Linked DNA regions of Mus musculus: regions 1, 2 and 4 are each linked to region 3. A link is a contact called in public HiChIP or PLAC-seq and promoter capture Hi-C data. All regions are on one chromosome and are shown on one strand. Each heading gives the region's core, a stretch centred on a gene start, on an enhancer-like site or on the middle of the called end of the contact. The rest is flanking DNA. Distances are from core to core; before and after follow the strand shown.

Region 1 (2,700 bases), core at 138-2,637, 1.2 Mb after region 3:
ATTTTCTTTGGAATGATTTCTGCTTGTCTTCCAGCACAGCCCCCAGGAAGTACAAGGACTCAGTAACTTGAATATATATACACACCTTCAGCTGGCAGCAGAAAGGAACACAGGCATCAAAGAACCCTCCTGCAGAAGCAGGCACACTGCAAGGCTCAATTAGTTCACGGACTGGGGACACAGCTTTTTATAAGTGCTTTCCTACCCCGGGGAAGTTTTCTGAGTCTCCCTCTCTGCTCTCCAGAGGCTAGAAAGTCCTAACCAGGTTTTATCTATTTTTTTCCCTCTTTTTTTTTTTTTTTCCTCCCCTGTAACAACAAAAGAAGTTGTCAGGAAACCGCTGCTTGGTATATGTCATCAAGGGCTTTCTATTTTCGGTAAGTTGTTCTCCTACTTACTCCTTAGTTACAGCTTCTCATTGTGCCCAAACACTCAGAGTGGTTAGGACCCTTCAGCCTCCACCACCAGCACCAAGCAAACCAACCCGACCTCATCAGAATCTCTTCTTGGATTCCTCCTGATGGCTGTTGACCCCACCCTCACCATCCCAAGTCTATCTGTAGACCTCAAGTTAAAAACTTCAGTTTAGAACTAAAATTCAAAAGTCACTTAAGATACTTTCCAGAAGCGAAGAGACCCCTTTAACCTCTCAAAGAAGGGAGTTCTTGAGCCCCATAGAAGCTCAGGCCATATACTGGAGTACCTGGGTCCTGGGCTATCCCATGGCTACATTGGAAGGAAAAGTTAACTTTCTTTGCTCCTTGAGTTTAGGCAACCCCTTCCCGCAGGCGCTGGACCTGGGGTGGTCCGGAGCTCAAAAAAATCTAAGAACAGAAAAGATCTGTTTGCAGAGAGGCTCGCGTACCACCGCCCAGTAGGCAAACACACCCCGAGGTCTGGAGCCCTGGGCTCCAGGGATGCGTGCATGCACCTCATGCCTCCCTCGCATCAACTCCGAGCGAGGACAGTGCACTCGATTCTTCCCCTGGGGTCTAACCGGGACGTTGGCCCCGAACCTGCACTGTTAGGCGGGAGCTCCCGCGCGCTTACCTTGGGGTTGGTCAGGAGCTGGTGCTGGTCGCTGTGTAGCAGCGCCCTGGAGTTGGACTCGGAGTTGTTCACGTACACCTGGACGCAGGGATACTGCGAGGTGCCCCTGCAGTCGGTGCCACAGGTGAAGGTGCACTCGAACACCTCGCCGATCTGCTGCACCGACAGCACGGTGCAGTTGGCCGCCGTGGCTTGCAGATCCTGCAAGGCGGGACTGAGCCAGCAGAAGCCGAAGATGAAGAGCGACAGGATGCCGGAGACGATGAGGAACAAGCCGAGCCGGATGCTCTTGTCTTCGGCTTCCGTGTACTCGTAAGACACCCTGAGCTTCGCCATCGCCCCCCACTCTCCACGGCTGGCGCGCTCCCCGCCCCCTCCCGCCCCCGGCGCCGAGCTCAACCGCCTCGGGCGGGAGGAGCCGCCGCCGCCGCCGCGCGACAGCAGGGGAGTGGGCGGCGAGGGGGCGCGCGCGAGAACAAAGGGGCCGAGGCCGGCGACGCCCCCGGCGGCGGCGACGGCGCTGCCCGAGGCCGGGCTCCCGGGTGCCACCGCCGCCTCACAGCGTCCGGCACCCCGGGGCTCCCCGAGCCCGCCCCCGCCCCCGCGCGCTCCGCGCCCCGCGCCCGCCTCCCCGCGCGCGCCGCCCGCCTGCCATCGCCGCGGCCGAGCGCCCGGCGCCCCGACGCTGGGAGCGACTGGGCTGCTGAGCCCTGGCTCCGCGTTGAGCGAGGCTGCTCCTCCCCGCCCTGGGCGCCGCCGCCCCGCCCCGCCCCGCGCCGCGCCCCGCAGCTCCCGTGGGCGAGCACCCGGGCCGCCGCGAGCTGCTCTCGGAATCCTCGCCAGATGCAACCTGGAGAGATGGCGGAGACGGTCGAGGCGAACGCTTAGCACCGAGGGAGCGTGGCTGGGGAGAAAGTTAAAAGAGAGAAAAAAAAAATTTTTTTAAGTGGGGGAGGATGGCGTGAGCGTGCGAAGCGGGAATCTTCAAACTCCGATCCGGGGAGCTGCGGGGCAGCAGGCGCACCGGCAAAGGGAGCTCCGGTGGCGGCGAGCGACAGAGGGCACCGGCGCGGACGCGGGGGGATGCCCACAGGCGAGCGGCCGGGAGCCGGAGGTCCCCGCGGATCCCACGCCGCCACCGGGACCGTGCAGGCTAACACGATTGGAGCCTTGAGCGTCGGTGGACTTTCCTGGAAAAATAGGTGCCAGACAGCGGGAACGACCCCTAGGGGGTGGACGCAAACAGGTGGCAAAGCCTGGCCTCGGGCTGGTGAGAGCAGACTCTGTTGGCCTCTTTAGGAATATTGCCACCCTTAGCTGGCCCTGAGATTTGCAGGTGAGCTTTTTCTGGAGCTCTGTGCAAGGCGACCGCGGCTTGCAGACACTTTGGAACTCCACCCTATCGATGTACACCTTTATTCAGCCTCTATTCTCCTGACTTTTCCTTTGTAAGTTTAAATTTGCTTTTTACCTACATTTTTTTAAAGATCATAAAACCAAACTTGAGAACTGTTTAGAGCTGCGTTTGGAAGAATAAAGTTGTTGTTGTTGTTTTAACCCTCCTTTTCTTGTCTTTCAAGTCCTAGATGAATGAACTCAGGCTCCTGATGAATAACAGTTGCCAAGTCATGGAAATGTTAAGCCCACTCT
Region 2 (2,755 bases), core at 146-2,645, 1.3 Mb after region 3:
AACGTTCTACCATTTGCCAATAATCTAAGGATCATATTGCTGTATTTTATTAGGAACTGTCCAGATGATTAAAGAGAAATCTTTGACTAAGGATTTAATGAAAATGAAGCAAAACACTCTTAACACTTGTCTTCCCAGATGTTGAAAAGTGGAGATGTCCCCCTAGGATTTCCAAGAAAGTACCTATGTGTAAGATTTATTTATTTTTATTTTCTTTTGGAGGTAAAAGCGTACTGATTGGATCTAACGTAAATGCAAATAACAAAACCTTAGAAATAATTTTACAAAAATAAAATTACAATTAGATTTCCCGAAGGGCCTACAGATAACAAGAATTATAAGCTTTTCTCCTAAGCAAACAGTACCTCAATTAAGAACTACCGGGTTTCTTTTAACCCAACTTATTTCTTCTATGAAACTTTGAAGTGAAGACCTAAAACAAAACGGCAAAAGGTAGAGGGGGCCCGGCGGAAGTAGAAACCAGGGCTTGCAACTTCACAAGAGTGGCTCGGGTTCCTCCTCCGCCGCCCCAGGACCATCGGAACTCAAGAGGCTACACCACTAGAGAGGCTTCCCACTCCAGGCACGGGGGCAGAAGCAGCATCTGAGTTTCTCTCTCGCCTTTCCACCTTGCAAGAAAGGCCCCTTCGGTATAGCTCAGGGCCTGGAGGCTCCCGAGGCCCGTTAGCCAGTGCGATGTCCCCATCTTACACAAACAAACAAATAAAAAAAAAAAAAGAAAGAAAGAAAAGAAAACCACACAAGTGGCGGAGGATGCGCGTGTATGGCCAGAAACGTAAAGCTTCAAGGACCAGCAGCTGCTGGGAACGTGGCAGGCAGGAGCCGTGTCCAGTGGCCGGGGCTCCTGGATGCTGCTGCCGCCGCCACCGCCGCCGCTGCCTTCTCTCCTAGCCCAGGAAGCAGCACGGCGGCAGCGGCTGCTCCGCGCCGGCGGGAGCCGGGGAAGCCCCGCGGCGGGCAGCGGGGGCCCGGGCCTAAGCTCCGGAGCGGCTGCGGCTGCGGTAGCTGCGGTGGTGGCGGCGGTGGCGGCCCGAGCACGGCGACGCTTTACGTCCCGTCCACCCCGCCACACACCCCCTCCCTCCTCCAGCGCCGCCACCCCCTCCCCGCCCGCCCGCCCGCCCGCTCCGCTCTTCCCTCTCTCGATTGGAGCCGAGACAAAAGCAACGGGAAGCGGCGGGCCGGGACGCTACCCGCGGACCCCGGGCGCGACCGGACCAGCCCCGAGGCATTCCCCCGCCTTGAGGGGGCCCCCAATCCGCCTCCCCCGCCGCGTGCCCCGCCGCCAGACTTCCGAAAATTGGCCAAAAACTCACCGCATGAATTTTCTTGTCCCGCGGATCCAAGATGGCGACGTATCCACCGCGGAGGCTGCTGGGAGCAAGACCTTTACCCTCTGACCCCCGCCGTGACCCCCGTCGCTCCGACTCCGCTCGAAGGCGGCGGCGACGGCGGCTGCAGCAGCAGAAGCCGGCGAGCGAGCGAGGCTCGCCGAATGGACGGAACGCCGCCCGTACGCCAGTCGACCGTGAGAAGCACAACGCTCGCCTGGAGCCTTCCCGGGCTTCCGCCGCCTCCCGCGGAAGGTGCGGCGCTGTCTTGTGGCGGTGACCGAGGAGAGTGGGGCCTGGGCGGCCTCTCCGGGCTCCCGAAGCCAGACCGCCGCCACGCCGGGAGCTGCTGCGGCCACGCCTGGAGCTGCGGCCTGGGGTCCGAGCGAGCGGGCGAGCGCGGCCTCGGGGGCGGGGAGAAGCCGAGGGTGGCGTGGGTCCGCCCACCGGGGGACGCGCAGCGTGTTTGTGTTTGTGTTTTCCTCGGACACCCCGCCCCCGAGCACCTCCTGCGGGCTGTCCCCGGGCTGTCCCCAGCCTGCTGCGCGGCGCGGTGCGGTGCGGTGCCTGCGGTGCTTCGGTCCTCCCACCGCCCCGCTGCCTGCGCTACCTGGGTGCGCTCCCCCAGACACCCGCCGCACGCCGCCCGCACCTCCCGAGCAGTGAGTTCCCCTCCGCTGGAACCTAGGCGTTTGATCGCCGCCCCCTCTTCCTTTTCATGCTCCCCTTTTTTTTACCTGCCCCCCCCCCCCCCGGTCTAAACCTGGTGAGAGGAAGTAAGGGGGAAGCGTGTTTTTAAAGCACTGCCGGGAGTACTTAATCTAACCGAACGGTGTTTGTGGCACTTTATTTAGTTCCCGCCCGGCGCGCCCTTGGTAAACCTTAGTGACCAGCTGGCTCATCCACTAGACCTTTTGAAAATACGGTGGCTGTGGTTGGGAACTAAAGTGTTTTGCTCTCCAAAGCCGGACTGTCCCTGAAAGTGAAATTACTTTTTATTGCTGTAATACTCTTAGTTTACACCTTTGAACATCCACAAACTTCGTGTTTTACGGTTACTTAACTTGCTAAAAAGCCTCTTTGTGCTTTGAAGTTGCGAGTTTCATAACGTATCGCTGTTCATGTTTGAGTGGTAGAGCTTACTAATGCGGATTACTACTCATTTGAAGTAAATAAAGTTTCTGCTGTAGTTTAATAAATTACCTCCTTCCAGCCCGCCAGTCTATATAGTTAGATATAGATTCTGTGATAAACGGAAGCGATATATATTTTTATCATAGAAAGCTAAAGGCAAGAAATAGGATACAATAGCCTACGGTGAAATTAAAAGTACCTTTGTCATGGTTTTGAAAGTAATTTGACATAGCAGATATGCAGTATCAGCAGATATGCAAATTTGTTTA
Region 3 (2,700 bases), core at 77-2,576:
GGCTATGGAAATAAATGGGGGTAGGATATGGATCCAGACGCCCAAACTCAAGATCACTAGCTTTTTTAGCCTCTGGACAGTCTGATCAAGACATGTTAATAGATAAATTCCTTCGAACACATGCAAACTGATTTTTTTTTTTAAGGAGACCAGGGAGATCGCAGATCCTTCAATGGCCTGGTTTCACTTTCAATTACATTGTAACACTTCCACACTTCCAATGGAACTGTAGAAGAAAGCCAGCGTTTTATGGCCTGACAGTAAAGAAAACGTGTAGCAGCAGTGCCTAGATTTTTTTTTTTTAGTTTGAAGACCGATTGCTGGCCACTACGCAACACGATGTTTCAACGCGGATAAGATCAAACCCCAAAGAATAAGGAAGCCACACGTCCGGACACAAGAAGGCTGCAAAGAAACGGGGTAACCGACAAGCAGCAAACAGTCGTTTAAAACAAAAACAAAAAAACCCTCCAACGACGGGTGTTTTACCACTCCATTTACTTTGAAAGCAGGACAAAATGGAACTTGCATAAACACTTAGTCATCAGTACGCTCTGGAAGTTACAAACCACCTCGTTCGCAAATTCTAATCCGTATCCGAGTTCCTACTTGGCGAAGAAAGAAGAAGGGCTGATGGTCTCGGAGACCACAGAGTGAAAACACCTGGTGTCCCCAGCCGAAGCCCATCAGAGGGGAAAACCAGCACGCAGACCGGGGGACTCCCCGACCTGCGCAGCCTCCACCGGCAACTGGGGACTTTTCCGGGTCCTCTCCCTCCCCACTGTGGGTCTTGACATCTACCGTGTGCTGAGGCCCGCGGGTCCCCAAAGCGATTGCAAAAGGCAATGGGAAGGCAGGGAAGGGGGTTTGACAGGCCAGAGGCAGAGGAGCGGGCGCGGGTCCCCAGCCCGGCTCCCCGGGGTCTGCACCTGCAGGGTGGTGATGTGCTTGTCGTTGAACTTGTTCTCGCAGTAGCGCAGCACCAGCGACGTCTTCCCCACGCAGCCTTCCCCGAGCAGCACCACCTTGAAGGAGTAGGCTCGGCCCGCCGCCGCCGCCGCCCCGCCGCCGGCCGCAGCCATCCCGCCGCCGCTACCCCGCCGCCCGAGCCCAGCGCCGCGCCGAACCCCGCACCGCCGCCGCCGGGGCGCCCGCTCCTCCCGGGCCCGGCTCTTTCACGCCCCGCCGAGCCCGGTGCTCGCCGCGTCCTTCCGCGGGCGAGGCCTGCGAGGGCCGAGAGAAAGTCCCAGAATGAAGGGCCCCGGCCACCACGTCAGGGACCCGAGGCTAGGGGAGAGCTGCCTCTCCTCCCTCTAATGGCGTCTCCTTCCTCCTACGTCACACCCCTCGTCACGTGACCGCGGTGGGCGGAGTCGGCGGCGGGCGAGCCTGGGCCTGTTTCCGCGTCCGCACGAACCGGCTCAGCATCCCGGGAATCCTGCGGTGGGAAGGAGCTGATCTTTGCGATCTGACCCCACTCTGATGGAATAGAATACAGGACATGATCGCCCGGCCCGAGGAATGGTCCCAAAGCGGATAGCCATCACACCAGGGGTCATCACACGCAAAGTCCGGCCAAGGTGCCCTTGAGTCTCTTTCTCTGGGCGCACAAATCCGGGCTCATGAACTTTACAGTTCGTCCACACGGCCAGGTCCTCGAGTCATCGTCCAGGTCTCAGCTTAAACCGGAAAGGCTTCCCTGACCACCCAGACCTTCCCACATCCTTCCATCCCTCTTACTCACTTCCTCACCGAGATATTTCCTAACAATGGTGCGCCTTCTTTATCGCTGCTTGCCACACTCGGTGGAATTCCGATTCGGTTGTAGGTTTAAGAGCAAGGATTGCAGAAGACTTAACTTCTCTCCGTTTCCAGCCCTAAAAGCCCAGGCTAAGAATAAATGCGGTCCCATCATCAGTCATCACTCCTGGTTCCCCAGGATTTCTGTCTATGCTGAGTCCACTTTGATGGGTCTGGTTTATTGGACGATTGCTTATTTTTTCTTCCTGTGTTTCCATTTTATTTCATGAAATACACTTTCCAAGAAAGCAACCTGGTATTTCTGAAATTTTGTAGTTTGGTGTCACTTAAAATAAACTTTCATCTCATCAGACTAATTTTACACTTCAACTTAAAGGCAGCTCATTCGTTCATTCAACGAGGGCGTGAATGTAGCCAATGCTTGCCATTCTCTGTGTCGCATTAGATACAATGTCTCTGTCCTCAGAGAGCTTACATTTTTAACCAAGGAAACAACGCATGCGCAATTTACACACTGCATGCTTTTTAAGGAGAAGCAATTCAGAATGTTTTACAAAGATACATGGGAAGCTAGCTGAGTTAGCGTCCTAGAAGAGCTTCCTGGAGAAAGCTGCCTTTTGTTAGGAGTATCTTCGGCAAAAAGGAGAGCCGTGAAGTAGAAAGGAGCATCCGACATTGACGTGTGACAAGAAGTCAGACAAGAAATCAGAGACATTACCTTTAAGTTCAAGGCCAGCCTCTTTTGAATTGTGAGCTCTAAGCTAATTGGAGCTACATAGCAAGACACCATTTCAGTAATAATAATAATGATAATATTTACAATAATAATGCAAATAGGAAAAGAATTTGTGATGTAACTTGCAAGGTATCAATTCAAAAACAGTCTTTAACCTGGTACAGAATGTTATCGGGTCCTTTTACAAAATTATAATTAGAAAA
Region 4 (2,700 bases), core at 193-2,692, 1.4 Mb after region 3:
GTGCCAGGTGTTGGTTTACGCTCCCTGAATTTTGCCTTGTCATCTTTCAAGATCCACAGACATTTTCTATTTCTTCTGTTCCTCCTCTGCCACCAAGGGCTTCCAGTGAGTCAGTTTACCCTCCCCCATCCAGCTCAGCTAGACTTTTCAGTTAGAATTCCGACACCTTCCTGCTTTCGGAAAAACAAAGGCTCCCAGGGGCCTTGTGGCTCTCTCTCTCCAAGCGCGCACTTCATGAACTGTTTGGGACTGTGGGATTGCAGCTCAGTTTCTCTCTCCATTTTTCCACAGTCCTTGTTGCGTCTCCTTGTGAAGCCTGACTTGCTGGGGTTTGGGAGTGGGGCGCCGGGGGAGAAGAGGATGCCAACACTCACTTGAACAAGGGCTGCTCTCAGTCAGCTCGTTCAGATTACACCTCCAGTGAAAGATACTGAAAGTACTGGGCATTCTCCTGCCGTGAGCTTTGCGGAAATGATAGGCTGGCAACCCAAGAGAATAAGTTCAAGGCTAGCTTCACACGGGGACTGTAGGCTGCAGAAAAGTGCCGGCAGCTTAGGAATGAAGGCTGAGGGCAAGAAGGGCCAAAAACTCCAAGCGCACAAACTCCGCACACCCCAAAAGATCTGAGAGAGTATTAGAAAGACAAACGCGCCCCTTCTAGCTAACAGATGAGAACACACAGCCAGCCGGACCCGTTGGGAGGGAAAAGCGACCTGTGGCTGCTGTAGGTGGGAGAAGAAAAATCAGGAAACAACTTCAGCTTGAAAGAAGAGATGTTAGACACAAAGTAGTAAGACTAGCAGACGGTTCAGCGGCCAATCACACTGCTGCTTCCTTCAGTTTAAGGGGAAAAGGAAGTTACCCAAAGATGTTGTTTGCCCAGAATAAGAATTATAAGAGTATTGTATATTTATTTATTTTAGTTATTTTCAAACTGAACAAAGCGATACTTTCATCATCAGAAAGAGATGTTGTAATTGTGTTCTCTGTAAGAAATGTCTAGATTCTCTCTTTTTCTTTTTTTGACTTAAGCCCGGTGATGCACGTTTCTGTTTGTAGTTCATAAAGATCCTTTCTGTCTTTCACACTGACTAGTGGAGCCCTCAGAATGAACCCGTGGCCTCCATAGGGAAAGGGAAGCCTTTTCCACGGGAGGTTGGTGCTACAGGAGACCCCCTCCCATCTAATTGGCCTTGAAGGTAGTGTGTTGTTCAAGGTGAGCCTGCGCCTTACTCCTGTGGGAACCTGCTTTAGCTGGGCTTCCCTCTTCAGGCTGTCCCTTACCCTGCGGGTGGCCTAATAAATACAACTCCTTCATGGAACCTGACCCACCACCTCATACCTGTTTTCAGGCTGGCTCTGTGACAGAAACTGGAGAGGGAGGAGGAACGGGAAGGAATTGCCAGAGCAGGACTTGAAGAGTTAGGTAGACCAAGCTAGGAGGCGGGGGTGGGGGGTGGGGATAGGGGGGTGCGGGGGGGGGGGGGGTGGTGGGATGAGGCGGTTGGCTCCGCGCCTGCGCTGTAGAGGTCCAGGTCTGTGTACACAGGATGTCTGCAGCCTGGTCCAACAGCTGTCTATATCTCAGACCCAGTTGTGCCTTCTGCTCCTTGTTTTGCCTTCTCTTTGCTTGTAATGGCGAGCTCCCACACACACTGTGAAGGACTCTTTAGACCAGATTGTCTGTCTTTCTGCTCAGCAGCTCCAGCTGCCCGAAGGTGGGATGAACCTGTCTGCTCTGGAGCCAAAACTAGACCATCCCTCTCCCAAAATTTGCATCCTAAGGAGAAGCCTCGCAGCTTGGTCTCAAATAGAGTATAATTCTATGTATTCTTAGAAAGGGGGACACCCCACCCCACTCCCACCCCAAGCCAGGCCTGATAGTCTTGATTGTACGTTTTTTTTTTCCTTTAATTTTTTTTTTAATGAGTGCTTTAACTGAATGTAGACCTGCATATCAGAAGAGCAGAAGAGGGCATCAGATCCCATTACAGATGGTTGTGAGCCACCACTTGGTTGCTGGGAATTGAACTAAGAACCTCTGGAAGAGCAGACAGTGATCTTAACCGCTGAGCCAGCTCTCCATCAGATGTGGGGACTTGTAATCTTAGCTACTTGGAAGGCTGAGGCAGGGGGATTGAAAGTGCCAGATCTGCCTGGGCTACAGAGTGAGTTTCGGGGTCAGCCTAGGTGACCTAGCAACATTGTCTCAAAATAAGCCCAAAAATCTGTAAAATCAAAAGGTGAAAAGAATAGGAATATCTCTCTGTGGTAGAGAGCTTGGCTCACACATCTAAGTCCCTGGATTCCATGGTTCCATTCGAGAGAGAGAGAGAGAGAGAGAGAAGGGGGGGGCAAGGTAGGGGGGAACTTCTCTGGAGGAGTGTGTGAATTAGAATTTAATAAACAGATGGCTTTCTGGATCTATGAAAGACAGAGATTACAATACCTACACAAAAGGCTTTTCGGGTGTGAAGTGCCACAGTGCACATAACTAGCCCAGTGCTACAGAGAGAGTGGGGGGGAGACACGAATGTATCACGTGAGAAACTCCTGTGAACACAGCTAAAGAAAATTCGTTCCCTTAGTGTCCTCTCTCCATTTAACAGCTTTTTCAGTCTCCCGTCCACGTGCCCTTCCCCCTCCCTGTTTCATCTCATTCTGCCTCTGTCTCCAAGCAATCGGGAGATGACAAGTGTT

Evidence for each region. Promoter capture Hi-C pulls out the DNA fragments that hold promoters and counts their contacts. HiChIP or PLAC-seq counts read pairs in DNA pulled down with a chosen protein or histone mark.
Region 1: a promoter capture Hi-C map of embryonic stem cells shows a contact between it and region 3, with 4 times the contacts expected there. The contact joins the promoter of Kcnmb4 here to the promoter of Rab21 in region 3. A contact is called at or near these places in 6 of 39 promoter capture datasets (the C10 cell line, embryonic stem cells, hippocampal neurons and 3 more) and 1 of 115 datasets of contacts at active chromatin or transcription factors (large pre-B cells).
Region 2: a contact with region 3 is called in an HNF4G HiChIP or PLAC-seq map of pancreatic cancer cells. The contact joins the promoter of Cnot2 here to the promoter of Rab21 in region 3. A contact is called at or near these places in 6 of 39 promoter capture datasets (the 3T3-L1 cell line, the C10 cell line, erythroid cells and 2 more), 2 of 484 Hi-C or Micro-C datasets (both in the G1E-ER4 cell line), 2 of 115 datasets of contacts at active chromatin or transcription factors (pancreatic cancer cells and pro-B cells) and 1 of 9 other capture datasets (liver).
Region 4: a promoter capture Hi-C map of embryonic stem cells shows a contact between it and region 3, with 4 times the contacts expected there. The contact joins the promoter of 1700030O20Rik here to the promoter of Rab21 in region 3. A contact is called at or near these places in 3 of 39 promoter capture datasets (embryonic stem cells, liver and pre-B cells).

Annotation. Positions count from the first base shown.
Region 1 is chr10:116,472,136-116,474,835 of GRCm38.p6, forward strand. It overlaps Kcnmb4 (potassium large conductance calcium-activated channel, subfamily M, beta member 4), which reads right to left and starts at 1,388. Exons shown (of 3, transcript NM_021452.1): 1 at 1,051-1,388. The coding sequence starts at 1,386. Kcnmb4os2 (potassium large conductance calcium-activated channel, subfamily M, beta member 4, opposite strand 2) reads left to right here and starts at 1,028. Exons shown (of 3, transcript NR_130644.1): 1 at 1,028-2,252; 2 at 2,350-2,498; 3 at 2,631-2,700.
Region 2 is chr10:116,580,116-116,582,870 of GRCm38.p6, forward strand. It overlaps Cnot2 (CCR4-NOT transcription complex, subunit 2), which reads right to left and starts at 1,396. Exons shown (of 16, transcript NM_001037846.3): 1 at 1,338-1,396.
Region 3 is chr10:115,314,265-115,316,964 of GRCm38.p6, forward strand. It overlaps Rab21 (RAB21, member RAS oncogene family), which reads right to left and starts at 1,327. Exons shown (of 7, transcript NM_024454.1): 1 at 930-1,327. The coding sequence starts at 1,082.
Region 4 is chr10:116,727,735-116,730,434 of GRCm38.p6, forward strand. 1700030O20Rik (RIKEN cDNA 1700030O20 gene) reads right to left here and starts at 1,443. Exons shown (of 3, transcript NR_045345.1): 1 at 1,343-1,443. It overlaps 4930579P08Rik (RIKEN cDNA 4930579P08 gene), which reads left to right and starts at 1,519. Exons shown (of 3, transcript NR_131036.1): 1 at 1,519-1,718.